Linked DNA regions of Mus musculus: region 1 is linked to region 2. Evidence: chromatin contacts called from public Hi-C data. All regions are on one chromosome and are shown on one strand. The core of a region is the stretch at or near the end of the contact, and the rest is flanking DNA. Distances in the headings are between cores, read along the strand shown. Region 1 overlaps Ust (uronyl-2-sulfotransferase). Region 2 overlaps Tab2 (TGF-beta activated kinase 1/MAP3K7 binding protein 2).

The links. Hi-C and Micro-C count contacts between places; a contact is called where the count stands out from the background.
Region 1: a contact with region 2 is called in a Hi-C map of bone marrow-derived macrophages, with 21 read pairs. The contact joins two enhancer-like sites. A contact is called at or near these places in 2 of 15 datasets of contacts at CTCF or cohesin (the NIH/3T3 cell line and large pre-B cells), 5 of 484 Hi-C or Micro-C datasets (CD8 T cells, LSK cells, bone marrow-derived macrophages and 2 more), 3 of 115 datasets of contacts at active chromatin or transcription factors (bone marrow-derived macrophages, embryonic stem cells and microglia) and 4 of 9 other capture datasets (adipose tissue, embryonic stem cells, liver and 1 more).

What each region holds. Positions count from the first base shown.
Region 1 is chr10:8,238,802-8,244,767 of GRCm38.p6, forward strand. All of the region lies in intron 7 of Ust (uronyl-2-sulfotransferase), which reads right to left. The region is part of intron 2 of 4930573G07Rik (a long non-coding RNA gene); the gene reads left to right. Among named protein-coding and RNA genes, the nearest start is that of 4930573G07Rik, 32 kb to the left of the region's middle. Within about 2 kb of position 1,635, at least 13 of the 459 cell types and tissues checked have an H3K27ac peak or open chromatin away from gene starts, as enhancers often do. A contact at or near this core is called in bone marrow-derived macrophages, where this site is marked.
Region 2 is chr10:7,922,126-7,928,522 of GRCm38.p6, forward strand. Tab2 (TGF-beta activated kinase 1/MAP3K7 binding protein 2) reads right to left here. Exons shown (of 7, transcript NM_138667.3): 2 at 2,560-2,747. The coding sequence starts at 2,661. Among named protein-coding and RNA genes, the nearest start is that of Tab2, 31 kb to the right of the region's middle. Within about 2 kb of position 1,501, at least 7 of the 459 cell types and tissues checked have an H3K27ac peak or open chromatin away from gene starts, as enhancers often do. A contact at or near this core is called in bone marrow-derived macrophages, where this site is marked.

The DNA of each region.
Region 1 (5,966 bases), core at 385-2,884, 320 kb after region 2:
TTTCCACTTTGCCCCACAGCCACTGATGCGTCATCGGTTGTACCTAGGATCTAGAACTTCCCTCTATCTCCCTCGGCCATCAGAAGGTGCCACATTTTCAAAGTGGCTTAACCAGAGGTGACCTGTGGACATTTCTTTCTTGTTTACTTTTCTTCCAGTATTAGGACTCGAACCCATGGCTTCATGCTGCCAGGTAACTATACCCTCAGACCTTATGATTTCCTTGTGGTTTTCTTGCATAAACTTTACTTTGACTGCGACCATTTACAGATCTTGTCTTCAAGCTTTCGCCTTCAGTGGAAACACACCGTGAACGCGTAACAACCATGAGCCCGTGATGGTGAGGAGGATTTTTTAGAAGGACTCGGCTTTGTGGTGTTTTGTGGTGGTTCTGGGAACTCAGGCTTGAATGTCACCTCTGTTACTTGGGGTCGTAGCACTGTACATGGGACTCGCTGACTGGGCGAGGGTTACGGCCCCTTTAAAGCCAGGATCCTTGTTTAGGAAAGGGAAAGAAGATTTGCTTCCTCACCTTAGAGGATTCACTCAAAACCCAGCAAGGCTGGCTATGTGGAGCTGTGTGAGCTTCTGAAATTCGATGCACATGACCCCTCTTTAGACGCTGTGGCAGGTTTGTGATCCAGGACCATACTCAAGAAAGGATAGATCATGAGTCTGCTTGTTTGAGCTTGGATAGGTACACATAGACACACGTAGACACAGATATATATATATACACAAAAGGATACACATATACACAGACATATACACTCATATAGACACACACAGAGACACATACAGATAGACATACACACACATTCATATATAGACAAACACACAGAGACCCATACATAGGCATTCACACACACAGACTCACAGACATACACACGCACACACGTACATACACAGTCACACAGATTTCATAAATACACATACACTCATATATAGACATACACATGCACAGACACACATACATACATAGTCACATACAGACATACACAGATACACAGACACATACAAAGACACACACAGAGACACACAAATACGCACACATACATACCCACATGTGATCCACTGTTAATATTATTAGAATCTGAGCTTAGGACTGAGCTAGTGAAAACTATCTGGAGACTATGGATAGGAGATGAAGCATGAGAAGAGAGGGGTCATACTATCAGCAATGATAATTATCTAAAGAACTTCATTGGCTTCTGAAGTTATATTAATTTCTTCTGGCATTATTAAATTACTTTAAGGTTCCAGGAATTTTCAAAGCTTTTGTTTTAGGTCAGCAACAATAGAAAATATGAAATAAAAATGGAAATGAAAGATGAAAGGCAGCACCTGTTTAATATGGGTATTTTAGAATTGTAGATAGGTGTGTTCTGAACTAACAGTACATATACATGTGTGCATAAACATCACATAGAGACTAACTGGAGATGAACATATTTGATTGTGAACTCCTACACCTCCAATACCAGTGGCTCCCATAAAATGCAAGTTAGATGTCTAAAGTTAGTGAAATTTCAGGTTGTTTGAACTGGGCTCGCATATCTATGTTCAGACAGTAAGGATGATTCCTCTGCTCTGCAGGGGCTGAGTTTTGACTGGAAACCATGGGTATCTCCTGGAGAAAATAGAGCAATGCTGCCCCCTGCTGGAGAAAGGCTAACAGTGCCTTAACATTCTGATGGATGTTTGGCTATGGAAAACAAACTAGCAAGACAGAAACCGTGAATCTCCCTTCATTAAAATCATCATCATTGTAATAAATATTTGCATTTGGGCATGCATTATCTATTAAATGGCAGGTACACCGCAAGACCCAAAATTCAGCACCAGTTAAGGGGAACTGGTCCCGAGTCAAATCTCAATGGTGGACTTCATTTCAAAGTCCTAACTCTCGGACATTTCTGGTAAGAATTCAGACAGTTTAAGCAAGTTCCTACTGACTTGGATGATATGTGCTCTTTATCTGCTGATCAGGCATGTCAGTGTGGCAGTGTTTCCAGTTAAGGGTCTCCCTTGAGAAACACAAAATTCCCCGGAAGAGAATGCTTCCCCTTCTCCTAAGACAGAAATAGAGAAGTGTAATGTCTTCACGGCAGAAGGGCCATAGTCACAGATCAGCTGTAACTGATGAGCTAAGATGACACTCCTCCTTTCCTCTTCTCTTAGTCTTGCCCATTTGCTCGTCCCACCTCTCTCTCTCTCTCTCTCTCTCTCTCTCTCTCTCTCTCTCTCTCTCTCACACACACACACACACACACACACACCTCATCTTCTGCCTTCCTTCACGCTTCCCTCCTTTTCTGGCTATAGAGATTACAGCGAAATCTAAAGTCATGTTTTTTCACAGCTATGCCTGATGATAGCTCATCACTGAATGCTCAATATATCTTAAGGACTATGGATTCTGCCCCTTTAAGATAGGTAACATTTATGCACATTATACAGACGGGGAAGGCTGAGGCTTCAGGTGGGTACCTTGCCATGGCCATACTGCTAATAAGTGACCATGCCTTCTGACAACCTTTAGTTAACCACCACGATAAACACAGATGGCATGGAGAATGAAGACTAGAAATGACCAGCAGGGAGATCTTTGCCTTGATCACCCTGGTAGCAGCAGCCCCAAGGAAGATAGAATTCTGGACAGTGAGCCCTCTCTAGGCTGCAGATACAGATGGATGATCTCCATCACCACACAAAAGGCACTGTGGACTACCCAGGACTACGAGAGGACTGTGGGAACTGGGGGCTGAACAAGGAGCTCAAAAGCACACCGCATGAGACCTTAGATCTCAGCGAGACAAACCCTGAAGGTCACACAGTAAGAATGTCACTGTTCAGGCTACACATCTGACCCAGGGCAGAGAATATGCCAGGAGAGCTTCCTGGCTCAGGTTAGCACTCTTTCATAAGAATGACTTTTAAAAAATAATTATTATTCATTTATTTTATAAGTACACACCAGAAGAGGGCATCGGATCCCATCACAGATGGTTGTACACCACCGTGTAGTTGCTGGGACTTGAACTCTGAACCTCTGGAAGAGCACTCAGTGCTCTTAACTACTGAGCCATCTCTCCAGACTTCAAGAATGACTTTGGTTATATAGAAACCAAGCATTCATTCAGTATTTGTTTTAATTCTGTTGGATTTTTTTTTCTTTAATTTCTAGATTGGTAAAAACTAGACTTTAAATGGTGTGGTACACCATTTAAAAATTTTCTTTTATGCATCTGTTACTTCTAGCAAATGCTCTCATTTGAATACTGCAATGCAAATTAACTCACAAACACTGTAATACTGATCAAAGACCTTGAGGGGTGGGGTGGGGGTCTAGCGGTCACTTATAGACAATGAACAAGCAAAAAATCTAGCTGGCACAACATTTGACGTGTCCTTTGTCATCCTTACCTGTAAAACGTGCGAACATATTTTCTAAAACAGCCCCTTGTAAATGGACTTAGTTTGCGAGGTTAGTACTTGAGTAGATGGTTTGGAATTTATTTTGATGGCTGCCAACTGTGTTCCCCAAGCCTCCCCTGAATGCCTACTGAGTTTCCCATCATGCCCCAGGGCTTATAATTACAATGGAAACAAGAAGATGAATACTGAAGTAATTCTAGTAATGGAAAGCATTTCAAACACAAGGTAAAAGGAGAGGACACGTGAGTTCTCAAGCTTTTGAAGAAGGAAAGTTATGGGTTTCACCAGGCCACACAGTTCCGTCCACCAGCTAGGTGGCGCTATTGAACAATACTAACTTGGTTACTATTGAACAAGACTAACTCAGTTACTGGTCCCGCCAGAACTGCTTCTATTACATATAGTCAGGTGCTCTTTGTTTTTAAATTAACTTGCTTATTTATTTTAGCTGTTACCATCAATCCCTGCAACTTAGCATGCAAAATGAGGCCTGAGAAATTTCTGTCAGCTCACAGTATGCTAGGTTTGCTTGCTTGCTTGCTTTGGTGGCACTGGCGATCACACTCAGCACTGTGAGCATCGTAGGCAAATGCTCTCCCACTGAACCAACATTTCAGGGCTTGGGAGCTGAGGAAAGGAGACACAGACACATTAAAATTCATGGCTCAGAAATACCGCGGTCTTTCTCTTCCCTTCATCGTAAGGGGCTTCGTACAGAGGGACTATAGACTTCTCTAGGTTGGCTTCTGTTTTTCTTTCAAAGGGGGCAGGGGTAAAAAGTAAAGATCATGGGGATTTAGCAGAAAGAAGAAGGGGTGTGTGATGATCTCATTGTAAACCTGATTGAATTGGGTCATCATGAAAATATACGTTTGGGTGTTTTCTGAAGGTGCTTCCTGGAAGGTTCAATGGAGGAGAGAAAACCATCTCCTGGTGGCCGCTACCATCCTGTGGGGTGGTGTCCCAGACTGAGTAAAGAGAGGAGGGCTGACCACTGGCTCTTTCTCTTCTTGCTTGCAGACAGCTGAGGCAACGCGAATAGTGTGACTGTAGGATCTGGGGATCATAGCCAGGCTGTAGGCCTGCTAGGAAAGAGCTCGACCAGCGAATTGCGCTATCAGCCCTAGAATTCTTGCATACGGGGAAGCTTCAGGATTCTAGTGTGCCGTCCACGAGAACAAGGCATTCTGGTGTGGACAGGTAGAAGAGCGCTACACGCCCTTTCACCTGTCTGACCTTTAACCCACCAATGCATCATGGTGACAGAGCAATATTGCACGTTGTGTCTGCAGAAGTCTAAATAGAACAAGAGGTTGGTCAGGAGTTTCTGCTTAACCCACATCCTCTACCTTGGGGGACGCGGAGACTATTAGGACAGAGGAACCGTTTGCTCCCTTGGCCTTCGGCGTCATTGTAAGGGAATAGCAGAAGACAATGCCAAGCCACCACAGTACACAGAAGTTGCTGAACTCTCCGTCCGAAGTTCATTTGGTCATGCATGCACACACTTCACATCAGCAGAGAGCTAATCTGGGGTCATAAATTGTATTGCCACAATCTCTACTCAGTAACTGAGTTTAGAACAGACAGCAGGGGTCTTGGGAACCCCTTCTGTGCCAGGAATTATTCTTTTTTTTTTTTTTTATCACTTTGCTCTTGGAAAAGAGCTAGGGCACCCCAGATGCATCCTGAAAACAGATTCGATGTACCACACCACGTAACCCCATGGAGCAGCTGCACCAGGCTTCTGGAAGCTTTTCATCCTACTACACAGGAATACCAGATGTCCCTGACTCCTCCTGAGGACTTTACCACATCGTTACTGCCAAAATCAAAAGGGAAAGAGTTTTAATTTACTGGTGGGAAGACGGTAGCTGTAGGTCAAAGAGCTAAGGGTGACCCAATCTTCACAGGTCTCCTCTACTTTAGTGAGTGTGCTTACAGATCGTGGGGTCAAGGCCCACCGTTTCAGAGATGCCATCCATTTAGCTGAAGAAAATAGAAAGTTAATTCAAGCAGCAGCTAGGTGCATGCCCCTTTGGATACACTTGTCATTGGAGGCTTATATGTGTTTAAAAACAGATGTTTTGTTTTTTTGTTTTTCGAGACAGTGTTGTAGTCTTGGCTGTCCTGGAACTCACTCTGTAGACCAGGCTCACCTCGAACTCAGAAAACCGCCTGCCTCTGCCTCCCAAGTGCTGGGATTAAAGGTGTGCGCTACTACTGTCCAGCTTAAAAACAGATGTAAATGGCTTCATATCTTGCCATTTAACAGATGTCTGGATAAATATGTGTCACCAAGATTCAGTCAGCTCTTTATCCCCACCTCCTCTCTTTCTCCTGTCTTTCCTTCACTTACAAAGAGAGGGTGGGGGAGGAAGAGGGAGGAGAGGAAGAGAGAGAGCCAAGACAGACAGACAGAGGACGGGTCCACATAAGAATGCCTGAAGTCTTCCTTTACGACTCTAATGTAGGGTAAACCCTCTCTAGGGCTGCACAAAGAGAGGGAGGCTCACAGTGTCTCACAG
Region 2 (6,397 bases), core at 251-2,750:
CAAGTTGGACAAGAGAAAACAGTCAAACAACCCTCCCCAAAACAAAGCCAATACTAACATAGAAACTCTAGGTTCTTGGTGAAGGGAATGGTAGAGTTAGGTTAACTATGTTCCAACACAGTGAATGGAGCATCTCTAGCTGTAGTAAAGGTTCACATTGGAAACTTCGTAAAATGCATGGTTGGGCTTAAGTAATGGAGGATTTAAAGAAATGAACGGCACTACAGTTTGTTATTATAAGCAGCCGAGAGAGCTACTGAACCCAGATGAACAGAGAAGTAACAACAAAAGAGTATTTTGGGAAAAAAAAATCCTGTTAGTAGATAAGATGTAAGGAGATGCATATTCTTTTGACAAAGCAGCCAGTTAGAAGGCAGGCAATAATAAGTATCTGATAATGCAGGTGAGTAACAAGAGACCAACTAATACATCTTGGACATGGGAGAAAAAAATCGGAGCACTGGATGGAAAATTAGGAGCCAAAAAGAAATCAAGGATGTTAAAATGTCTACCAGCAATCAGATAAAATCATGCCAGAACTTTCATTAGGAAATGATGGTCCACACACACCATTTGAACAAGGAGAGCAAACAAGAAGAAAGAAATGACTGATACACTTCCCCCTTCCCCCAGTGATCCTGCCTCTGGAATGCTTGGTTTGTCTTCTCAATACATCAAGATTACACTCAAGTATACATTAGAGTTCTTTATTTTTTGAAAATACCCTAAGCAGTTCTATAAAAGACTTTAAGTTTCATTCCCAGTTTTCTGATTTTTAAAATATAACTGGTTGCAGGGCAGTGGTGGCTCATGCCTTTAATCCCAGCACTCAGGAGGCAGAGACAAGTGGATCTCTTAAGTTTGAAGTCAGCCTGGACTACAGAGAGAAACTCTGTCTCAAGACACCAAAAAAGAAAAAAAAAAAATCACTGAACTATAAGTGTTCTAGGTAGTTCTCTCAATATCAAATCTGTGAAATTTGTTAAAGAAATTACATTATTTTTCTATTAGTTTTTCAATGACTCCCTAAACACCCTTAGAATAGCTTTATTTTCCTACACATTTCTACCTTCTATCTAACTAAAAAAGTGAGACTTACCCCTCTTCCCAGTTTCTGGCTCTTTTCCCACCTTCTTCAAACTTTGACTCCTACTTTATTACTTTTATGCTGGTTGGTCTCTGTCTACTTGACACAAACCTAGACAAATCTGGGAGTAGAGATCTCAGCCGAGGAACTGAATCCACCAGATTGACCTGCAGGCAAGTCTATGGGATATTTTCTTGATTAAGGAATGCTGTTGGAGGGCACCAGCCCTGGGCAGGTAGTTAACAGTTGCTTAAGCAAGCAAACTGAACAAGCCAGTTAGCAACACTCCTTCATGGCACTGCTTCAGCTCCTGCCTAGAGTTTCTCCCTTGGGCTCCCTCAGTGATAGACTAATCTGAGAGTATAAGATGCAATTGAACCCTTTCTTCCCCTAGTTGCTCCCCAGCAATAGAAACCCAACTAAGACACTTCCCTTTTCTCTTTCTTTTTTCCATTACATTCTACATTGATAAGTGTGAACTAACTACTGACTCATTTACCAAATATTTTAATGGGGAACTTCCATTACTGTTACTCTTTTTAGAACTGTGAGTCACGTATCCTAGCAGTTAATATACCTGGATTATATATAATTCATCTTGAAGAACATGGAAAAAAATTTTAAATGGCAAATATATAATAACCTGTATTTACACTGCCAAGAAACAATAATATCTTCATTTAGAAAGGATTCACTTAGGAAGATGATTGGTGGGACTCAAACTAGGTTAAGGCTGAAAACATACAGAACAACTCAAAATACAGATCAAAGATGATAAGGGTATGAGTGACATATATGTAGTCACTATAAAATAGGATAAAAATTTCATACACTATCAAACTTTATAAATAACCTTTCAAATTTTGAAGGATCTTCAAAACGCCTTTTGGGAGGAAGATTTCCAGGTTAAATGAATGGCCAGCTACAACTATCACTAAATACTAAGAATTATGGATTTCTAGAATTTTGTATACTAAGAAAATGTAGAAATTGGAGAGATTAATTGGAAAATTTATAAAGTAAACTTAGAAATATAAAAAACATTTTTCTTCATAATTGGGAAGTTATGCACTGTTCATACAAATCCCTCATGTCAGAGATAATAGACTGACATGCCAACACTGTTTTGACAAATGTACCAATCAACAGAAGAACAAGCTTTCTGACTCAATTATTTTTCCCCCATTTCCATACAAAGATCTGGGATTTCACAAATCTGACGAGAGGATGAGGAAAAGGGAACAAGATTATAGAAAGCAGAACTCTTGTCTATAGGGCAGACAAGGCCTGTATTACAGGCAGGCACTGAGAACCCTATTTTGCCAGAGGCCATGTTACTATGAGACACCAAAGATCATTTTTCATTACAGCACAGTAATGCTAACAGAGTTTTTCTCCAATATCTAAAAACCACCAGGTTAATATTATAAATAGTATTGTATCAATAAATCAAAAAATCATTGAATACTAACCTGTAACATGCACCTGGATACAACAACTTCAGGCACTTCTGGGAATTTTTGTCGCAGGTCATGTAAAACCTGAAAATCAATTTGGTGGCTTCCTTGGGCCATTCGTATGTCGCCTGCTCAGGTCTATCTCAATAGGCAATTCTAGGCCTGAGTGGAATTAGTACTCATCTCTTCTGGCCAAGCATTTTCTGTGAAAGAAAGAAAAATTATTGAGAACTGATTTTAGAATGAATGTTGCTATAGATTTATAATCACAGCTCTTAACTATAAACTATAAAAGTGTTACTTAGGTTTAATGATTTTCATATAGCTATACATACTTTTGTTTCTAATAGACAATTTTGAAATGATCTAATTCCTCCATATTTGTATGTTCTACAATGGCAGAAGATGCATCTAATTAGGAATCTGCTGGGATGCTGTCTAGTCTTTCCTCGTTCTTTTAGGGAGACTCAGGATCCCCTAACCTTTTTTAATGAGTACACGGGAGAGCCTTAGGTACAAGACCTTCCTTGTTTTACTTAAAACCTTCAAGAATGTGGTTCTAAAAGACCACATGTGTTTTATCTAAAACTTAATGCTGCTATCTATATGTTGCTTTACATTCAGCTCTGAAATGCACAATCAACTCCTCTACACAAAATAACTAAGTCTTTTCTACTTCAGCTCTCCATTATCACTCACATGGGCAGTCATTCTCTTCTTCATGCTCATCTACCACCAAGTCCTGTGTTTCGTTTCAAAAGTATTTTGTATCTGATGATTCTTTCTCACCCCTACTGCTTTTTTCTGGCCACCTTATTCCATCTTAGCTATTACTGTAAGTCTCCTACCTCTGCTCTGTGTCAGTTTCCCTGCCTCCCACATCCTCAGTCTTTCCCCATAAACGATCTTTGTGAACAGTACAGCAGAGTAGCCACTCTCCCACCCGTGTGGCTTAAAACTGCATACCATGCGGCCTCTTGTTAACTACCACATTCCTGTTCCCTCTGTTGCTAATGGGCGTCCGTCCGGTATGGTATATCTTTGTTGAGGCTTTTGAACTGAATCCCCTCAGATCCTTGAAGGCTCTGTCTACTTCCTTACACTCACTATCAAGTGCCTCCCACTGAAAAACAGGTTCCCTAACCATTTTTCTTTTGTTAAAAAAACAAGCCGGGCGGTGGTGGCGCACGCCTTTAATCCCAGCACTCGAGAGGTAGAGGCAGGCGGATTTCTGAGTCCAAGGCAAGCCTGGACTACAAAGTGAGTTCCAGGACAGCCAGGGCTACACAGAGAAACCCTGTTTCAAAAAAACAAAAAAACCCAAAAAACCAAAAAACCAAAACAAAAAACCAAACCAAACCAAAAACATATCCACATACTACTTTTTCCTCTGTGACATTTATAAGTGACCTCTAGAGGATCAAGACCTCTAAGATTAACCACTGTATTCCCAAGACTAGACCAAATCTAGGTTCATAAAAGATGCAACATCATTAAAGGAAAGTTTTACTGTAAAGTTTCTTTTCCATTACAGTTTCTAAAGCACATTTCAAATGACTTAAACCCAGAAAAATAATTTACAGGCAATATTAGGAATGGGAAAATAAATACCTAAATGAGAAACACCTTCATTAACTAAAGATGAAGAATGAAAACGAATTCTAATCTCTTCTATCATTAAAGCATACACAGCATGTTACCGTTGGCTTGCTTTTCTACACACTGAGGACACAAAGGAGAAACATTCAAATGCCCAACTATACTTTATGCCTACTTTCTGAGAGGTCAGAGCAGATCATGGAGGAAGAGGGACTTGAATTGGAAGGCTAATCTTGTGTACTCTCTCTACACTAGGTTTGCTCTCTGAACTACACATATGAGAGAGACACTTGGAACAGCCAGGTTCAGGTTAGAACAGCCAATCTGAGATCCCAGGGTTTATAGTTTGGGTTCAGCATAGTTAACTGTCCCCTAAAACAAACTAAGTATCACTATCCGCTGGGGAAACATAGAAGAATCCAGACTTTCTACATGCCATCCTTGTCCTTAATTATATTCTAAATGATTAAAATCAAACAGGAAAAACTAATCCACACTTAAGAAAAAGACAACCAATGGAGAACAGGCCCAAAATGACTTAGCTACTGGATTTAGCAATATGGACTTGAAAGTAGCTCATGACTGCAAGGGTGAATATACTTGGACTTCTCAGGAAATAAGTGGAATATATTTTTTTGTATTCACATATATGAAATTTGTATGTAAGACCTATTTAAGAACTAAAAATATGTGAAACAGAACTCCACTGGACATGCTTATCTACAGTAGAAGAGAAGAAAATCACGCAGTCTGGAAGATGGACAGAGCTGTAAGTGGAACGGGGCTTCCAGACCCTTTGGATGCAGTAGGCAGTACCAAAAGCTTTTAATGTCCTTGTAATTAGAGACTGGAAACCAGGACACATGTAAGTATAGAAACAAACAGACAAACCTTATGGAAGTGTGGTTAAATTTTTCTCAAGTTAGTAAATGTTGCAAATTTACAGATTTAAGGAAAACATACAAAAGGCCCAATATTGTCTGCTACAAACCAGGGAAAGAAATCTTAAACACAACCTGAAAAATGACACCTATGGCCAGTTAAACAGCATATTTATAGACCGAGTTCACGGTCTAGCCCAAGGTAGTTTTGAACTTGGGGTAATCCTCCTGTCTTAGTTTTTTCTAAAATACACAGTGAAGAGCAGTGCTGCAAAGTAGAGGAACCATGACCTCTGGTTAGCAGGAAATATGCATACAGAATTCTTAAGACACAGCGGGGTACTATGCTCAAGTTAAGGAGGAACAAGAACAAATTCAATAATTCCAATCTTAAGAAATCTGAGTCAGGCAGGCATGTTGGTGTACACCTTCAATCCCAGCACTCCGGTGACAGGCGGAGTTTGAGGCCAGCCTGAGCTACATGCAGAGTGAGCTCCAGGACAGCCAGGGTTATGTAGACAAACACTGTCTCGGAAACCAAACCAAACCAAACCTAGCCACACCAAGCCACGCCAAACCAAAGAAAATTTGGTGTCACTTGTTTGTCATTTACTGCTTAAGTGTATTTCAGCAATATTCCTGTTGTGCAGGAAAGTAAGCTTTTGGTAGAATATATTCAAGGAGTGTTGTTTGAGGGTCTCTTTACTACGTTCATGTGTAGTAGCAGAGAAGACGAGCAAGACAGAATTTCCCAGACTTCACTGGAGCACCACCACATACTGGTATCTATCTTGTGTGGAGATGCCGGAGGGAAATGCTGCATACAGACACAGAAATTAAAATACAGCCCTTCATTGGCTGGGAGCTTATGGAAAGGCTAGAATGGTAGACCAGGAACCCAGGAGTCCAGCTGTCTGCTTCCCCACCACTGGGGTTTTAAGTACACACCACCAAGCCTACATTTTATATCTATGTGTTCTAGTACTGAACTCAGACCAAGCTACCCACCTGAGCTCCCCAAAAGCCTAAAATCCTTAAATAAAAGGAACTGATAGGGTTCCTTCTACGAAATTCCTAAGAAATACACATAAACATGACAAGAATTTTCTTTCTATTAAAGCAATAAAAAAGAAGGTAACCATGGTAGATGAGAAGAACAAACTTTCCTACAAAGTAGAGTTCCCTAAGAGTAAAGGAAACAATATTCAGCTTTAGCCATGGGAATTTCTAAAGGGTTTTTCTTTTGTTGTTGTTGTTGTTGTTGTTGTTAAAAAGGGTAAAGAAACAAAGAGGAAAAAAACATGTTAATAGTTAAAAATGGAAGTAACCAGCACTATCTTATCACAAACTAAATGAAGTAACTAACGTATATA